2 separate regions of the Mus musculus genome follow, and region 1 is linked to region 2. The links are chromatin contacts, called in public HiChIP or PLAC-seq maps. All regions are on one chromosome and are shown on one strand. Each heading gives the region's core, a stretch centred on a gene start, on an enhancer-like site or on the middle of the called end of the contact. The rest is flanking DNA. Distances are from core to core; before and after follow the strand shown. Region 1 overlaps Cep57l1 (centrosomal protein 57-like 1). Region 2 overlaps Ccdc162 (coiled-coil domain containing 162).

Region 1 (2,989 bases), core at 244-2,743, 74 kb after region 2:
TGTAGCATTCAGTTTCCTCAGAACTGAGTTCTGACAAATACAATCTCCAACCCCTGGGGTAGGGCTACAGTGGTGGCATACACCTTTAGTCGAAGAGCACTATGGAGGCAGAGACAGGTAGATTTCTGAGTTCAAGGCCAGCCTGGTCTACAGGACAGCCAGAGCTAACCTGTCTCAAAACAAAATAAACAGCTACTATCTCCAGCATAAGCTCCTTCCTTCCCTGTAACGATTCAGCCTCCCGTATTTGTCCAGTCTTCCTAACTCTTCTTAACAGTTGTCATGTTTTCATATCCTGGAAAAAGCAAGGTAACAGCTTCGAGAGGCTCATGCCTGTAATTACAGGTGGCAGAGGAAGAGGAGCGTAAGTTAAGGGGAAGACTGGGCAATGCAGTCAGACCTTGCCCCTAAAATGAAAGCAAAATTATATAAAAATTACATTCTCTACAGTTTTAGCAATGGTATCTTTACATTGACTTTTATTCTCATAATACATTTTTGTGATTCCATTCTTATTAAAGAATATATAGCCTGTATTATTTAGTAAGCAGGTAGCATAGCAGTTTAGGAGCAAGACTCCTTGAAGATGAATCCCATGGCATCCTAATAAAGTTTCTTAGATATTCCCTCTATTTGTAAAATAAGAATTAAATTACCTATTTCAAGGAATTACATGTATTGGATCAACATAAGGTAGTTTGATACTTAAAGAACAAATGTTGCAAAGCATTTTAGTTATTATAGGTAGTGAACATCTGTAATCTGAATTGGTCCCAAATCTGGAAGCTTTAAGTATGATGTTTATGGTCAAATTGTTTTATGATTAGGGATGCTCAGCTGGTCAAGTCTATACATTCATTACAAAACCTGAATGTGTGTTCCCAAGCACTTCAGGTAAAAATCACAGAGCCTGGGCTGGGGAGGGGGCAGCTCACTTAAAATGCCTTAAGGACTTGATTTTGGAACCTCAGCACCCATATAAAAAGTTGATTAAATGTGTACATAACTCTACAGTATGAATGCATGTGTGCACCCATAGCCTAACACAGTGGGAAACAGATACTAAGAATCCTCAGAGCTCAATGGCAGGCCAGTCCAGACAATCACTGAGCTAGTGAGACAGAGATTCGGAAAATGTCTGATATGAACTGGTGGCCTCCATACACACATACACACGTGTACACACACACACACACACAGGCACACACTCTTACTCAACCTACAATATTATCCAAAATTGTTTATACCCAAAACATTTTTAATAAGTTCACAGATGTTCCTAATGATACTGAGAGACCACAAAATATAAAACGTACCTTTATATTCCCAAAACTCATGCTAGCCACCCCTATGGAGAGATTTTGGGACTGCTTCTAGGAACTTGGCAAGAATTAGACATTGGGCGAGAATAAGGAAGTAAGCTCAGGCTTAGGCAGGAATTTGACTTTGGGCTAGGGCAGGGAAGTAGGCTCAGAAAGTATTTACATTTGGGCCAGTACAAAGCTCAAGGTAAACACAATTCAGCCAAGGAATGTGTGACAGTCCTTTTATCTTGGACAACCTGAATAGGCTCCTAAAAAACAGAGATCACAGGACTTTGTTTACATATTGCCTGGTTTGTTCCTTGACTATTTGTGCTTATTGCTTTGTTTGTTCCTTAGCCTAGAACTGACCTAATTATTTACATGTACTTAGAATGGTATAAAAGCAGGCTGGAGAAAAATAAACCCCTTCAGCCTCAGCACTGGCCGGAGTCACATTTTAGTGATGTCTAGTTGTCTTTTTCTTTTCAATCCTCCCTCCCTCCCTGGAGAACAAGCTGATTGGCTTGGTCACACCCCTACTCCCTTTTTGTTTCAAGACCAGTCTTACTCTGTAGCCTGGCTTCTTGGAACTTCCTCTGTAGACCAGACTGGCTGGCTTGGTATTCCCCTGCCTCTGTCTCTTGAGTACTGGCACTATAGGTGTTTGCCACCATGAGCAGCTATGCTCACTACTTTTAACATTGTATCAAACCTATACTGTGTCTCCAAAAGGTCATTTTAAGGTGGCACAGGAGACAACTTTTAATGAAGCAGAATGCTCAGTTCCCATGTTTAACTTCCCTATGGTCATTCTCAGCACCACCACACAAACCCAAGCCTTTTACCTAATGCCTTTGCCTTCTCCTTTCAGCACGAGGACTGAACCCAGGGTCAGGTGCTTGTTAGGCAAGTGCTCTCCACTGAGCTAAACCTCCAGCCCCTAGGCCCATGCATTCTTAAGCAACAGTATCACTTTTGGAAATGTCCTAATTTATTTGGTTTACTTGTTGTTTCTGCACAGATACCACTTTTTAAATTCTATTTCTATTTTTATATGCATCGGAGTTTCACTTGCATGTATGTCTGTGTGAAGGGTGCCAGGCTCCCTAGAACAGCAGTTACAGGCAGGTGTGAGCAGCCATGTGGGTGCTGGGAATTGAACCCAGGTCCTTTGGAAAAGCATCCAGTGCTCTTAATAACTGAGCCATCTCTTCACCCCTCAGATATCACTTTTTAAAAAGTTTAAAAAAATAAATCAAGAACCACTTCAATTTTTCCAGCTTTTAACAATAAATTCACATCTACCTAAATGTCCCAAAGGTACCTGAACTTCCATTCAGAATGTAGCATGTAATATTCCTTCTAGAAACTGCTTTTCTTCCTATATTATTTCTTGTTAACAATTGTTTTAATGTCTATTAGTGTTTTGCCTCCATGTATGTTTGTGTGCCACATATATACCTGGTACCCATGGAAGCAAGAAGAGAGCTTTGGGTCCCCTAGGACTGGAGTTAAGATGGTTGTGAGCTGCCATGTGGATGCTGGGAATTGAACTCGAGCCAGTGCTGCCAATCTCTGAGTGAAGGAAGTCTCTGGCTCTGTCCCCTTCTGTTCCTATATTAACCTTGCTGACCAGCATCAATACCCTACCTTCAACCCTCATAGACTCTTAAGGATTTCAACAC
Region 2 (2,804 bases), core at 30-2,529:
GGTAAGGAGAGAGGCAGGTAGGGAAGAGGGAGGGAGGAAAGAAAAGAAGGAAGAAAGACAATTATAAAGAGAAAAATTCTAAATGAACAACATTTTAACTTGCAAATAGAATCTCATTATCTTCTGTGATTAGCACTAACTACTTACTAAAGAGCTAACTTTATTTAAGAGGGGAAACAACTCATAACATGGACTACCTTAAATGATTTAATAGAAGTGAAGAATAAATCATTTAAAAACTTTAAATACTACATGATTATGCAAAGTTGAGAAGCTATATAAAAGTTCAGGGGTGTTTCATTGTCCTGCAACCTAAGCTTAGGGATTCTTCTGTCTTTGGTCAATATGATCAATATTATCAAATGTGCATACATAGTTTTAATTAATATCACAAGATGAAGTAATTCCTTTGCAAACAAAACAAAACAAAAACAACAACACTCGATGGAAGGACAATAGTCTATCAAATAGCAATCTACATTGATTTGCTTTTCTCTTGACGGTAGTAAGGCTGGCTGGTTTTCTCCCTCCCTCTCTCCTTCCCTTCTTCCCTCCTGTCTCCATCTCTCACTCTTATTACAATGTTGCAGGAATTTTAATGCAAATTATTTTCCTACTTTGAATTATTTTCTTAAGAGTGGTTTTCAGAAATAAACGTTTTTGTTTTTGTTTTTTGGCCTTTGGGAGATGGAGGTTGTTTTTTTCCTTGCAGAGTGGAAGACCGGCACAAACAGTATTTAGGCAGACCCGGTCAATCTCTCAGCCCAACAAGTTTAAGCTGAACTTAGCTGTGAGAACGAAATGATCTCTGATGAAGAAAGCATTTACACCAAGTCTGCAAATTACCCATCTCCAGAACACTTGCCCACAGGAGCTACCTAAAAGTCAGCTTGCTGATTCCTTTCTAATATACTCCAAGTATGTTTTCAGATTGCAAGATGACCCTACCTGCAACAGAAGCAGAGGAAGGTTTTCCGGTGTGTACTCTCGCCTTAGGCAGCTCTCTAGCTCCCTCTTGAGGACATCTGCCTGAATAACAAGGGGCTTGGACTCAGCCACCTAAACCCAAACAATGAATGAGTTTCAAACATCCTCAATCTACCAAATTTCAAATGTCAAAACATCCGATCTATCTAAGGATACAATGATTCGCACTTGCTTAGCTTAGCAATGAACAGGATGTGGGGCTGTTTTGTTCAAAAGTATCAGCTGTTTGCCGGGGTGGGGGTGGGGAGCTTTTCCTGCGAACTTCTTTCTCCCTTAGCTAAATCGAACTTGTTTTCCTGACTCCGCCCATGCCCCCCTCTCACCTGGAGAGTTCTCTTCAGAGCCGCTTCCCGTTCGCGTCTAAAGTGAGCGACATCCTTTGGTATTTGAACGGAGCTGCGGGGAGGTTTGTGCAACAGAAGCTGTGTTACGGGATGCTATGATAGAGCAGATAGCAGGCGGCCAGCCTGATCGCTGTGACCCTTCCCAACCTTTCCAGAAGGAATGTCACTCTGGCCCATGGTGGTGGTGGGGTATAAAGGCCACCCTCTTCTACTTTGATATACTTGATCTCTGCTAACCCTTCCCTGGCCAGTTTCTTTCTCCTCTCCAGAGTCTTTCCTCTGATTTACCCCAGTCCCCTACTCCACCCATGCGCGCGCGCGCGCACACACACACACACACACACACACACACACACACACACTTGTATTCCTTTTAGAGGGGAAATCTTGTGTCTGACACACAGTGTGCTTATTAAACCTTGTTGTCTTTTTAGTTGATATAGAACACTGACACTTTAATCACTGAAACAAAATGTTTTTATTTTTATGTTCATGGTGGGTTGTTGGAAGGTAGAAACGACATGGAACTATCAAATGGGAAATCCTTTAGGAAAACTTTAACCACACTTGCTGCCTCAGGAACACAGCTGGACCCTAGGAATCACAGAGCAGACATGGAGGATGGGCTGTTCAAGCCCAGAGAAGGGAGTCCTTCCCTAAGCTGGACAACAAGCGAGGAGTGGAGCTCGAGGACAGAAGATTAGTGCTGTCCCCATGGAGCTCAATGGGCAACGTGAGGCTTGGCAGCCCTGGGAATGCCAGAGGACAGCAGCAAAGCAGATTCCTAGCTTGCAGCCCCTGGCCAAGGAGCCACAGTGATATTTCTAAGATACACTTGAGGGAGCCAGAGGGACATAGCAGTAAGCTTACTTTGGTATTGTCCGCTTGGCCCCAAGAGTCCTGAGATAATGTTGTAAAATGCACTGGTAATGTGCTCCCTTGTTGGACAGTACTTCTGTTAAATGCTCTGTTAAGAGACTGGGGCGTAGCTCAGTGGCTAGAGCACTTGTCTTGCATGGGCAAGGCCCTGGGTTCAGTCTCCAATACTAAGGGGCGGGAACAGAAGGCAAGAAAAGGAAATACATGTTCTCACTTTGACAGTATAAGCAATAGGACTGGGACGCCACAGAAAAGATCAGCAGGGTCACTGGGCAAGGATGGCCCAAGCCAGCAAGTCCCTAGGGCCACAGAAGCCTAAACACCCACCTGGACACTTGGTGTCAGGTTTTTGAAGCTGGTATACTGGCTGGTTTTGTGTGTCAACTTGACACAGGCTGGAGTTATCACAGAGAAAGGACCCTCCCTTGAGGAAATGCCTCCATGAGATCCAGCTGTAAGGCATTTTCTCAATTAGTGATCAGGGGTGGGAGGTCCCATTGTGGGCGGTGCCATCTCTGGGCTGGTAATCTTGTTCTATAAGAGAGCAAGCTGAGCAAGCCAGGGGAAGCAAGCCAGTAAAGAACATCCCTCCGT

The links. HiChIP or PLAC-seq counts read pairs in DNA pulled down with a chosen protein or histone mark.
Region 1: an H3K27ac HiChIP or PLAC-seq map of embryonic stem cells shows a contact between it and region 2, with 9 read pairs. The contact joins two enhancer-like sites. A contact is called at or near these places in 4 of 39 promoter capture datasets (the 3T3-L1 cell line, embryonic stem cells, epiblast stem cells and 1 more), 3 of 484 Hi-C or Micro-C datasets (the N1E-115 cell line, embryonic stem cells and nephron progenitors), 2 of 115 datasets of contacts at active chromatin or transcription factors (both in embryonic stem cells) and 1 of 9 other capture datasets (adipose tissue).

Annotation. Positions count from the first base shown.
Region 1 is chr10:41,762,433-41,765,421 of GRCm38.p6, forward strand. All of the region lies in intron 2 of Cep57l1 (centrosomal protein 57-like 1), which reads right to left. The region is part of intron 1 of BC048559 (cDNA sequence BC048559); the gene reads left to right. Among named protein-coding and RNA genes, the nearest start is that of BC048559, 17 kb to the left of the region's middle. Within about 2 kb of position 1,494, at least 22 of the 459 cell types and tissues checked have an H3K27ac peak or open chromatin away from gene starts, as enhancers often do. A contact at or near this core is called in embryonic stem cells, where this site is marked.
Region 2 is chr10:41,689,077-41,691,880 of GRCm38.p6, forward strand. Ccdc162 (coiled-coil domain containing 162) reads right to left here. Exons shown (of 48, transcript NM_001358562.1): 3 at 1,311-1,383; 4 at 949-1,059. Among named protein-coding and RNA genes, the nearest start is that of Mir3473b, 20 kb to the left of the region's middle. Within about 2 kb of position 1,280, at least 43 of the 459 cell types and tissues checked have an H3K27ac peak or open chromatin away from gene starts, as enhancers often do. A contact at or near this core is called in embryonic stem cells, where this site is marked.